Regions from separate parts of the Sus scrofa genome. Here region 2 is linked to region 1. Evidence: chromatin contacts called from public HiChIP or PLAC-seq data. All regions are on one chromosome and are shown on one strand. The core of a region is the stretch at or near the end of the contact, and the rest is flanking DNA. Distances in the headings are between cores, read along the strand shown. Region 1 holds the start of KIF1B (kinesin-like protein KIF1B). Region 2 overlaps KIF1B (kinesin-like protein KIF1B).

What was found. HiChIP or PLAC-seq counts read pairs in DNA pulled down with a chosen protein or histone mark.
Region 2: an H3K27ac HiChIP or PLAC-seq map of skeletal muscle shows a contact between it and region 1. The contact joins the enhancer-like site here to the promoter of KIF1B in region 1. A contact is called at or near these places in 10 of 47 Hi-C or Micro-C datasets (alveolar macrophages, brain, embryonic fibroblasts and 6 more) and 2 of 2 datasets of contacts at active chromatin or transcription factors (alveolar macrophages and skeletal muscle).

What each region holds. Positions count from the first base shown.
Region 1 is chr6:70,493,175-70,498,637 of Sscrofa11.1, forward strand. KIF1B (kinesin-like protein KIF1B) reads left to right here and starts at 1,970. Exons shown (of 46, transcript XM_021095324.1): 1 at 1,970-2,318.
Region 2 is chr6:70,532,667-70,537,578 of Sscrofa11.1, forward strand. KIF1B (kinesin-like protein KIF1B) reads left to right here. Exons shown (of 46, transcript XM_021095324.1): 3 at 2,927-3,003; 4 at 3,743-3,922. Among named protein-coding and RNA genes, the nearest start is that of KIF1B, 40 kb to the left of the region's middle. Within about 2 kb of position 1,950, at least 31 of the 83 cell types and tissues checked have an H3K27ac peak or open chromatin away from gene starts, as enhancers often do. A contact at or near this core is called in alveolar macrophages, embryonic fibroblasts, retroperitoneal adipose tissue and 2 more, where this site is marked.

The DNA of each region.
Region 1 (5,463 bases), core at 720-3,219:
CTTAACCACTAGGTCACCAGGGAACTCCACTGTAATTCATTTTTGTCTTGTCCTTCAGGAAACTAGGAGCTGAGCTTTGTGCTCAGTGGGGGCACCTTGCCTTGACTCTGTTTTGGTTTTTGTGGTTTTTTTTTTTGTCTTTTTACCCTTTCTAGGGCCACTTCTGAGGCATATGGAGGTTCCCAGCCTAGGGGTCCAATTGGAGCTGCAGCCTCCGGCCTACACCAGAGCCACAGCAACACGGGATCCAAGCCGCATCTGCAACCTACACCACAGCTCACGGCAACGCCGGATCCTTAACCCACTGAGCAAGGGCAGGGATCGAACCCGCAACCTCATGGTTCCTAGTCGGCTTCGTTAACCACTGCGCCACGACGGGAACTCCCAACTCTGTTTTTTAATATTACTTTTCTTTCTATGCATTCCCCTTATTCATACAGTCCCCCATATAGCCTTTTATTACTTAAAAATTATTATTAACTTTACTCCTACTTTAATGCTATACAGTTTTATTGCTTGTATGCTTCATTGTAAGCTATGTCAAATCCATCTATGAATAGGTGAAGTTCTTAAATTCTAAATAAGGAGTTCCCAGTGTGGCAAACCGGAAACAAATCTGACTAGGAACCACAAGGTTTCAGGTTTGATCCCTGGCCTCGCTCAGTGAGTTAAGGATCCGGTGTTGCTGTGAACTGTGGTGTAGGTTGCAGACTCAGCTCCTGATCGGCAGTTGCTTTGACTGTGGCATAGGTCGGCAGCTGTAGCTCCGATCCACCCCTAGCCTGGGAACCTCCATATGCCCTGGATGCGGCCCTAAAAAAGCAAAAGAAACCAACACCACCAACAAAAAACCCCCCAAAATTCTAAACGAAACGAGAAATATTCAATAGACGTCGAATGGATGGAAAGTATAAGGACTTAAGCGGGAGTGGAAATTTTCCAAAATCATTAGTGTAAAAAATTAACTTTGATGCTTTAGCGTTTGTACTTATAAACAAGGCTTTTAACATCCAATACTGTATTGAATTCAGGAGGAAAAAATTAAATTTTACTTTCAATTTCTGCTAGTAAATCAAAAAGCATTTCGCCTTATAAACAGTGGTGCTTGGCATGAAAATTGCACAAATTACTGTTGAATTAATATTTTGTTAAGTACTGAATTGGACCTCTCATGAACAGTTGTGGGCTTTTCTTTTGAGCAGAATCTAAATCTGATTTTAAAAAATTGCTACCAGGGTGCTTCTGTTCTTTGGGTTTCTGAATTCCAAAAACCCTCCTTCAAGGGCATCTCCCAGAAGGGAGCTCGGTTGGTTAATTCCGGGGCGATACAAAGCATTTTGTTCCTTTACTCACGGCGCTTACTCGGTCTCCCAAGGAGACAAGTTGAATGCCCACTAAGTCATGCTTTTCCATTACTCATTCTGCCTTTTTTCCCAAGGTGGCGTGTGGGAGGTGTTTGCGGGCTGGATAAGAATAGGCCGGGGAGCTTTCTGCGGGATAATACACTCATCCCTTTGCGTGTTTCACTGCGCAGTGTTCCACGGCTTCAACGGGTGAGATGTTTTCCAAATGGACAATGACTCCAGACTCGGCCGCCTCCCACATTCATCTCTGCTCCCCCGCAGGCGTCTGGCCCCCACAGTCCCGCTCCGCCTCCCTTAGCCTTGCTTTGTCCCCTTACAAGGCGGATCATCGGGTTAGCAGGGCGCGGCTCCCGCCGACTGACGCCCTTCGGGGGTCACCTGGGAGGGGACTGTGGGCGCCGCCTTTGCCCACCCCGCATCCTCGCACCCCCGCACCCGCTCCTGCTTCCGAGCCACTAGGGGGCGTCCTGCGGTCTCCGCCTCTCCCACCGCCTCGCATCTCCGGCTCTCCCTGCGATTGGTCGACGCCCACGTCAGTCGCAGGCGCCGGGGCGGGCCGAGGTGACGCGCGGCGGCCGGGCTCGGGGCGGTGTCCCGCGCCGGCGACTGCGGGCGGAGCTTCGCGAGGACAGACGCGGGGCAGTCGGACGGCGGCGGACCAGGGAGGCGCCAGCGCGAGTCAGAGCCTCTCTCCGCCCGCCGCCGCCGCCGCCGTCGCCACCGCCACCGCCGGCCCGTCTTCGTGTCCCGGTCTCTGCGCTCCCGCCTTCCGGCCGCCGCGGCCCTCGATGCGGGGCTGGTCCGTTGCGTGATGGGGTTGCCGAGCGGCGCCCTGCTGCTCGCGGCGGCCGCTGCTCGCGCTGAGGAGCGTCGGTGCCGGGCTGCCCAAGCCCCCGCGCGCCGCGGCGCCTGCTGACCCGGCCCGTCTGCCCGTCGGTCCGCAGCGCGGCTGAGGTAAGGCGGGCGGCGGTTGACGCTGCGCAGCCGGCCTGAGGAGGGGACCGCCCGGGGGGAGGGGCGGCCGGGCGGGGGGCGGGTGGGGTCCGAGCGGGGGAAGCTCCGGGCCGGAGCGGCCGGTAGTGAGGGCGCTGCCCCAGCGGGGCGCCGGGCGGGGCGGGGCGGGGCGGGGGAGCCTCGCCCTCGGGGATAGAGGGCCGTCCGGGGCCGGCGGCGAGCCCCGGGCTTGGGGCCAGCGGCCTGCTGGGTCCCCCGCAGTGCCCCGCACTAGCCCTCAGCTCCCCCTGAGCCGCGAGGCTCCGGCGGTGCGGAGCGGTCGGGCAGCTGAGCCGCCGCGGGCCGTGCGTTCCCTGGGCCCTCTGCGCACATTGCGGCTCTGCTTGGCTTTGAAGCCCCCCCTGCCTGATTTCCCCCATCCCCGCTTCCCCGTTATGATCGGCATCGGGGCTTCGGCTAGGAATGTGGTTGCGCCCTTTTGCCAGATGAAGGCGGGAGCGGGCGTCGCGTGGGAGGGGGGAGCCGATGGCGCGGGGACCAGAGAGCAGCGCGATGGAAAGGGAGGGGGCTCGCTGGATGCTGGATGCTGGCCAGCGGCGGGCAGGCCGGGGTGGTCTCGGCGTTCGGCGGCCCGGGATTACTCCGGCAGCCATATTGGGAGGATGATCTGACAAATCCTTTAGGAGCCAAGTCCGGTTGCTGGAAGGCACCGAGTGACAGCCCTGGCAGCTTTCAGGGTGACTGGCCGCACCAGAGCCAAGTTGTGGGGGTTGGGAGGCTGCTCCAGCAAGCTAGTCATTGTTCATGCAACACAAAACATCCCAGGCCCTAAAACCCGAATGGTACTCCCAAAACACTTCAACTCCTCGATCAGTTGCTAATTGAACTTCCAAGGTAAAGTGCCTTTAAGATTCCATTCTTGTTGGGGATGAAATGCCGTGTTTTCGTTCATCGTCTGTAGCCAGTGCTATGGGTGCAGAGGGCCGAGGATGCCAAATACAGAGGCAGGTCTCAGGATCGCTAAGGCCAGTTTACCAGAATGGAGGCCTTGAATTAGTATATTGCATCGGATGGATAGATTTTTCAGAGTAGCTCAGCATGCAGAGATGAAGTAAACGGGAATATTCGGATGATGAGAGTGGCCTGCAGCAGTATTTCTGAGGACGCAGGTTGTCATCTTTGTGGCATCTCGAGGTAGCTGAAATTAGATTGTCAACAGATCTCTTGCTCACGTATCTTTTACTGTTCTAGGCAGCTGTTCTGCTGATACTGAACATGTTGCTTTGTGTCTCAGATGGATCTCTTTGAGCCCCCATGAAAGTATAGTGATTGGATTTGAATAGCTCTTAAGAGGTGATATCATGGTGGATATTTTATTTAAAGGCTGGCATTATGTCAGCTTAGCATAGTCATAATAAAATCTTAGTTTGTGTTCTCTAAAAAGCAAGGTGATGCTTTCTAATTAACTTGGTATGACTCTTGGATTATGAGGCAAGTGAAACTGGTAATGTACCATTTAAGAATGGAATATGAAGGTGGCACACGTGTTTGCGTTGTGAGAAAGATCTGGATATGATCAATAATTGAATTCAGTGGGAGCCTATAAATCTGTCTTTTCCTACATCCTAGACATGGACAGGCCCTAGCGGGTGGCATGCCCACCTTCTTTGCGCCCTTTGCTTTCATTCAAACTCCATTTCTTAATGGATAAATTCCCATAACTTAAGTTGAACTACTTAAACATTTTCAGAGAAGGGTTTCTAAGAAAAGTCTTAACACTTTATTTTTTATTTTTATCATTAAGCTTTTCTTTTAAAACTTGGTTGAATCAAAAATGGTTTCAAGGGAGTTCCTGTAAGGACTCAGTGGTTAACGAATCTGACTAGGAACCATGAGGTTTCAGGTTCCATCCCTGGCTTCGCTCAGTGGGTTAAGGATCCGGCGTTGCCATGGGCTGTGGTGTAGGTCGCAGACGCGGCTCGGATCTGGCATTGCTGTGGCTCTGGCGTAGGCTGGCGGCTACAGCTCCGATTGGACCCCTAGCCTGGGAACCTCCATATGCCGTGGGTGCAGCCCTAGAAAAAACAAGAAAAGACCAAAAAAAAAAAAAAATGGTTTCAAAATAAACTAGTGTTTTTTGCATTATATTAATGTGAGAGAAATACAGAATGTCTTTTAAATTCCATGTTCTAATTAAGGAATATTTCTAAGACTTAAAATTTTAGCATTATTAGTGAAAAGAGATGTGAAGAATTGTGGTTAAATATAATTTCAGCATTTGGTAAAATCAGACCTGATTGTGAGTCTGATTTAGAGGCAAAATTTTGTGAGTCTGTAGCTCTGCTCTGATGAATGTTTTTCCAGAGTTTATCCAATTAAGTACAGTTTCTAAGCAGACTTTCCTTTTCAAGACCAGATAAGAATACAGTTTTCCTTTTTTCTCTCTTTCCTCTTTCCCACTCTGAATTTGTGGAGGGAATAAACTGCCAAGAAGAGTGCCAACAGAGTTTCTCCAAGGCCAAAGCTTTCTAGCCCATTTCCCGCTTGGATCTCGTCTGGGTACAAAGTAAAAGACAACAAAGGGCCCCTGCCTTGTTTGTAAAGCCCTTCCCAGACTACTAATCACAGCAGGTCTTTTCCAGGAAAAAGCATATCCATTTGGTCTTGTAAACGGATATAATTTCACAAGGCTCTGAAGTGAAAGGTGTAAGCGTATCTACTTCATGTAGTTCTTTTTCAAAGATGGCCTTGTTGGAACAGGTACTGGTAAATTTCCAGAGTTCACAAAACAGTGTGGATAAATACACATTTAGAACTTTTTTCATGCAGCTCATCAGTAGAAGAAACAGATGAGACTATGATGGGAAAAAAACTGCAAAGAATGCTTTGGACTTCTAACTTGGACTTTGGTTAATGGCCCAGTAATTCGTTTGTGCTCACTTTTACGACATTCATTACCACTTAATTGAGAGTGCCCGAGAAGATTTAGTTCTTTGCTCTCAAGGAACTTAAACTTTACCTTATGTCTGTAGTTATGGTAAGATAGGGTTAACTCCAACTCTTTTCTGTTTTAGTGCAATTTAGTTAGTGTATTGCTGCCCAGGCCATGGTGGTTTCCATGATTTTTTGGAAATCTTGACCATTT
Region 2 (4,912 bases), core at 700-3,199, 39 kb after region 1:
TAATAAGAATATTGAATTTTGCATTTTTCCAAGGTGTCTTAAAGAAATATCTTTCATTTAGGAATTAAAATCTTTTAAATAGTGTGGATAAATTTCATCTTGTTTGACATAGCATATAAAATAGCTTTTAAAAATTATATTCTGATTTACTTATATTAAAATAGAAAGGAGGGAGTTCCCATCGTGGCGCAGTGGTTAATGAACCCAACTAGGAACCATGAGGTTGCGGGTTCGATCCCTGGCCTTGCTCAGTGGGTTAACGATCCGGCGTTGCCGTGAGCTGTGGTGTAGGTTGCAGACGCGGCTCGGATCCCGCGTTGCTGTGGCTCTGGCGTAGGCTGGTGGCTATAGCTCCGATTAGACCCCTAGCCTGGGGACCTCCATATGCCATGAAAGCAGCCCAAGAAAATGGCAAAAAGACAAAAAAAAAAAAAAAAAAAAAAAAAAAAAAAAAAGAAAGGATTTTGTTGTCTGGAGGCAGTTATTTGGTGTAGTAATATGCAAAAGTACAAATATAATGTTGTAAACATGAAACTTGTGTTACAAATCTGTGTTACTTCAATAAAAAATAAATTTTAAAAACTCAAATTTGAAGGAAAAACAAAGGATGTATCTTTCTTTTTTTTTAATTTTTTTTTTTTTTAATTTTCCCACTGTACAGCAAGGGGGTCAGGTTATCCTTACATGTATACATTACAATTACATTTTTTCCCCCACCCTTTCTTCTGTTGCAACGTGAGTATCTAGACAAAGTTCTCAATGCTATTCAGCAGGAGGATGTATCTTTCTGATCTTTCTTTGTGTACCTAACAATACACAGCAAATGTGCCAGAAGAAAGTTTGTTAAATGAATTCATACATCCAGGTGCTGAATGAAATAAATAATAGCAGGAAGGAAAAAATAGATAAAAATTAAAGGCAGCTTGGTTTTGAAGCTGGAAGTTAGGAAAATTTATTAGTTTCAGAAGTCTCAACAATCTGGGATAGAAGAGTACATTAAGGAAGTGGAAAAGGATTTCATGTGAATCTAGGAAATTACTCACTGGTGTAGTTTTTCTTTACCAGGTAAAAGAGAACAGAAGGGTAGGATCTAAAAACTAGCTCTTTCTTAAGTCGTCTTGGCGGAATCGGTGTTGGCAGTGAGTAGTTAAAAGAACGAATGAGGTATGGCTTAAAAGTTTGATGACAGCATATTTCCTAGAGGTTAGAAAGTGTTTATTTTAACCCTGTTTTTGAGTGGTGAAGACTACTTTAGGGGTCATATTATACATCTTGTTATTGTCCTTATTGCTGAGCCACTGAAACCTGGAATCTGGCTCACAAAGTATGATATCAGTTTCCTTTTCTTGGTGGAGTTGGTGTGTGTGGTCTTTCATCTTTTAGGAACTATATAATTCTAATAATTCCTAGTTTCAGATGGGTAAGGAGAGTTCTAAACAATGCCTGCGGTACAGTTTCGGGGGTTCATAAACATGTGCCTACACATAGAAGTGCCTTCTTGTGTCTGCCTTGGTGATCACCGCATATAGGGAGTATTTACATGGTGGGTGACTGGGCTCAGAAGCCAGCCTCTCCCAGTTCACATCCTGAATTGCCACTAGCTAGCTCCACAGCCTTGGGTAAGTTTCTTAACCTCTTTGTGATGGTTTCTTTGTAAAATGGGGACAGTGAAACATCTGCCATTGAGTGGTTGGGAGGATTAAATGGGTTAATGCTCGGAAAGTACTTAGAGCTCAGAGTAAGTGCTCCATGAATGCTGACTGTTCTTTAAATCTCCATAGGTAGCGCCTTTTGTTTAGAAGCCTACTTCTTTCTTTGCTTAGGTTACCATTTGTGTGGGGGGAGATGTTCTTTCTGGAACTATGTCTTCTTGTCACATGATTATGTGCAGTGTGCGCCTTATTAATACTCTGTCAGCATTTGAGGTTGGAACATAAGTGTGGCCATACCCTGTGGAATCCAGCCAGAGAGAACTAAGCACCGTAGCAACTGTTGCTATTTGTGTCCTGAGCAGCAGCTGCCCGGGACAGATTTATTTTTTAATCCTGATCTCACTGATAGCCTGGGACGTGGTCTTGGCCTTAGAGAAGTGGATTGGTTGAGATGCATGGTCTTTGAGAAGATTTCATGACCACATGTTTTAAAGATCCTATTCCATGTGAAATATGAAGTGCTAAAGCTTCATGTGGGTGAGGGAGGAAGGGAAGCCAGGCCCCAGCTTTCAGTCAGTCCCTGAAGTATGTGACTGGATTAATCACACCACAGATCACTTCTAATATGGGCGACGAGACTTCGTACTTTTCAGTCAAAAGCAATTTTACTGTTTATGAGCTTCTGCAGATGATTTAGAGGTCTGTGATTCTAGTGTGTACACACATCCATGTATGTACACATGTGTGTATATATATATATATGTAATAACTTATCTATTAGTTATTATCAGCTGTGGACTTCAGAAATAAAAATAAAACTTTCCAATGAAGCATTCTTAAGTAGGTAAAAGGAGTTTGTTTCACATAGTGTTTGGATAAATTGAATAATTTTCTGATTTTTATTTCTGGTGTCTTGAAATATTTCTGGCCTTATGAAGTATCTTGAAATAGTAACATGGCCCATTTCTAAATTTGGTCTGCTAACTTACCTAAGATTCAGTCTCAAAGTATTTCCTGAGCACCTACTATGTACCAGGCTCTGTTGTAAATCCTGACAACATCTAGTGAATGTTGTTGGTCTCATTCTTTTCAAGTTCAATATATAGGTCCTACCTATTAAAAATGTGATTGTTCTGGGGTTTTGGTTGCCCTGTTCAGATTCAGTGGTACAAAATTACTGATTTGGATGTTTTGAGCTTCCAACATAACATCATGTTGAATTAAAGAACATTTAACTGAGTGACTTATGAAATCAAAACATTTTCATCCTTTAGGTATTATTAACCCAAAGAACCCAAAGGAAGCTCCAAAGTCCTTCAGCTTTGACTACTCCTACTGGTCTCACACCTCGGTGAGTGTTCTCACAGAACTGTGTAGTAGAACAGTGTGGGGTTTAAACATTTTGAAAGAGTCTGCGGGTCCACAAGGAAGGCGAAGATCACCAACATCTAGGGAAATGAAGAGTAGGACCCTTCACAGTATACCCTCACCCCAAAGGACCCCAAAATCTTGCTGGCTTCTAGGGATTGTTCCTAGAGTTTGCTTCTGCATCTCTTTGTTATGCTTTTTGTTTTTGTTCTTTTTTTCCCCCTGTTTTGTGTTAGGAGATGTTTTAAACTATTGCAAAGCCTGATTGCCAAGGGAAAGGCCTGTGAAAGGGATTGGAAAACATTCATCACTGAAGACTGTGTTTATTGCGAAAAATAGCCACACCTCGTAGAGCAAATTCAAAGAAATATTTTTATTGGTGGACTTGATCTTTGATCTTCCAGTCCTGTTTTCCACTTAGGAAAATTTTCTTGGAGCTCCCTATGAGTATAAGAGTGATACTTTCAAGGCCATAGAAATGTAATGAAACTACATTAATCACATCAGATAATTTCATGTAGATATTTTTATGTATAGATGACCTGGATGTCTCTAATAGTGCATGTGTGTGTGTGTGTGTTTAATGAGAAAAATATATGTGGGGGGACTTAAATATTTAGTTGATTCTTCTGATTCTAAACACTTTTATTATAGAAGTTTTGAATAAGCATAGGAAGGAGTATGAATAAAACACCACTTCTTTTTCCTCTTGATCTTTATAGCCGGAAGATCCCTGTTTTGCGTCTCAAAATCGGGTCTACAATGACATTGGAAAGGAGATGCTGTTACATGCCTTCGAGGGATATAATGTCTGTATTTTTGCCTATGGGCAGACTGGCGCTGGAAAGTCTTATACAATGATGGGTAAACAAGAAGAAAGCCAGGCTGGCATCATTCCACAGGTAAAAACAAAAAAGAAAACAATGAAAAACATTTGTTCTTACGCTTAGTCCTCGGTTTCTTTCTCAGTTTTTTTTATTTAGCAAACATTTATTCAGGGACTACTGTATGTGAGGCACAAAGATAAAGTACCTATTCCTTTCACATAAAGATAAAGTACCTGTTCCTTTCCGTCAGAGGAGCTATCAGTGTGGTAGACAAGATTGATATGTACTCATGTTTGTCTTTAAAGGTGGGAAAATTGACCTTCTGTAACAGTTCTGCTATATATCCAATGTCATGTTATTTTACCTTCTGAACAATGTTACCAGCATCTTTAAAAAATGAGAGTATGTACCAGTCTCTGTTCTGTATCCTGGGGACACCTAGGGATGTTGTTGATCTGATTTTTTTTCCCACAAGTTCATATATAGATCACCTTTTAACAATGTGATTATTTTGGGTTTTTTTTTTTTTTTTTTGGTCTTTTTGCTATTTCTTGGGCTACTCCCACAGCATATGGAGGTTCCCAGGCTAGGGGTCCAATCGGAGCTGTAGCCCCCGGCCTACGCCAGAGCCACAGCAACATGGGATCCGAGCCGCGTCTGCAACCTACACCACAGCTCATGGCAACGCCATATCGTCAACCCACTGAGCAAGGGCAGGGATCGAACCCGCAACCTCATGGTTCCTAGTCGGATTTGTTAACCACTGAGCCACGATGGGAACTCCTATTTTTGTTTTTTGAATGCCTTTCCTTTTATCTTATTAAATGAACGCTACCACTTTAAGCTTGAACAACCTGAGTTTTTGTTTTGTTTTGTTTTGTTTTGTTTTTTTTAGGGCCTCCCTTGTGGCATATGGAAATGTCCGGGCTAGGAATTGAATTGGAGCTGCAGCTGCCGGCCTACACCACAGCCACAGCAACAGGGATTTGAGCCACAGCAGCTCACGGCAACACTGGATCCTTAACCCACTGAGTGAGGCCAGGGATCAAACCCACCATCCTCATG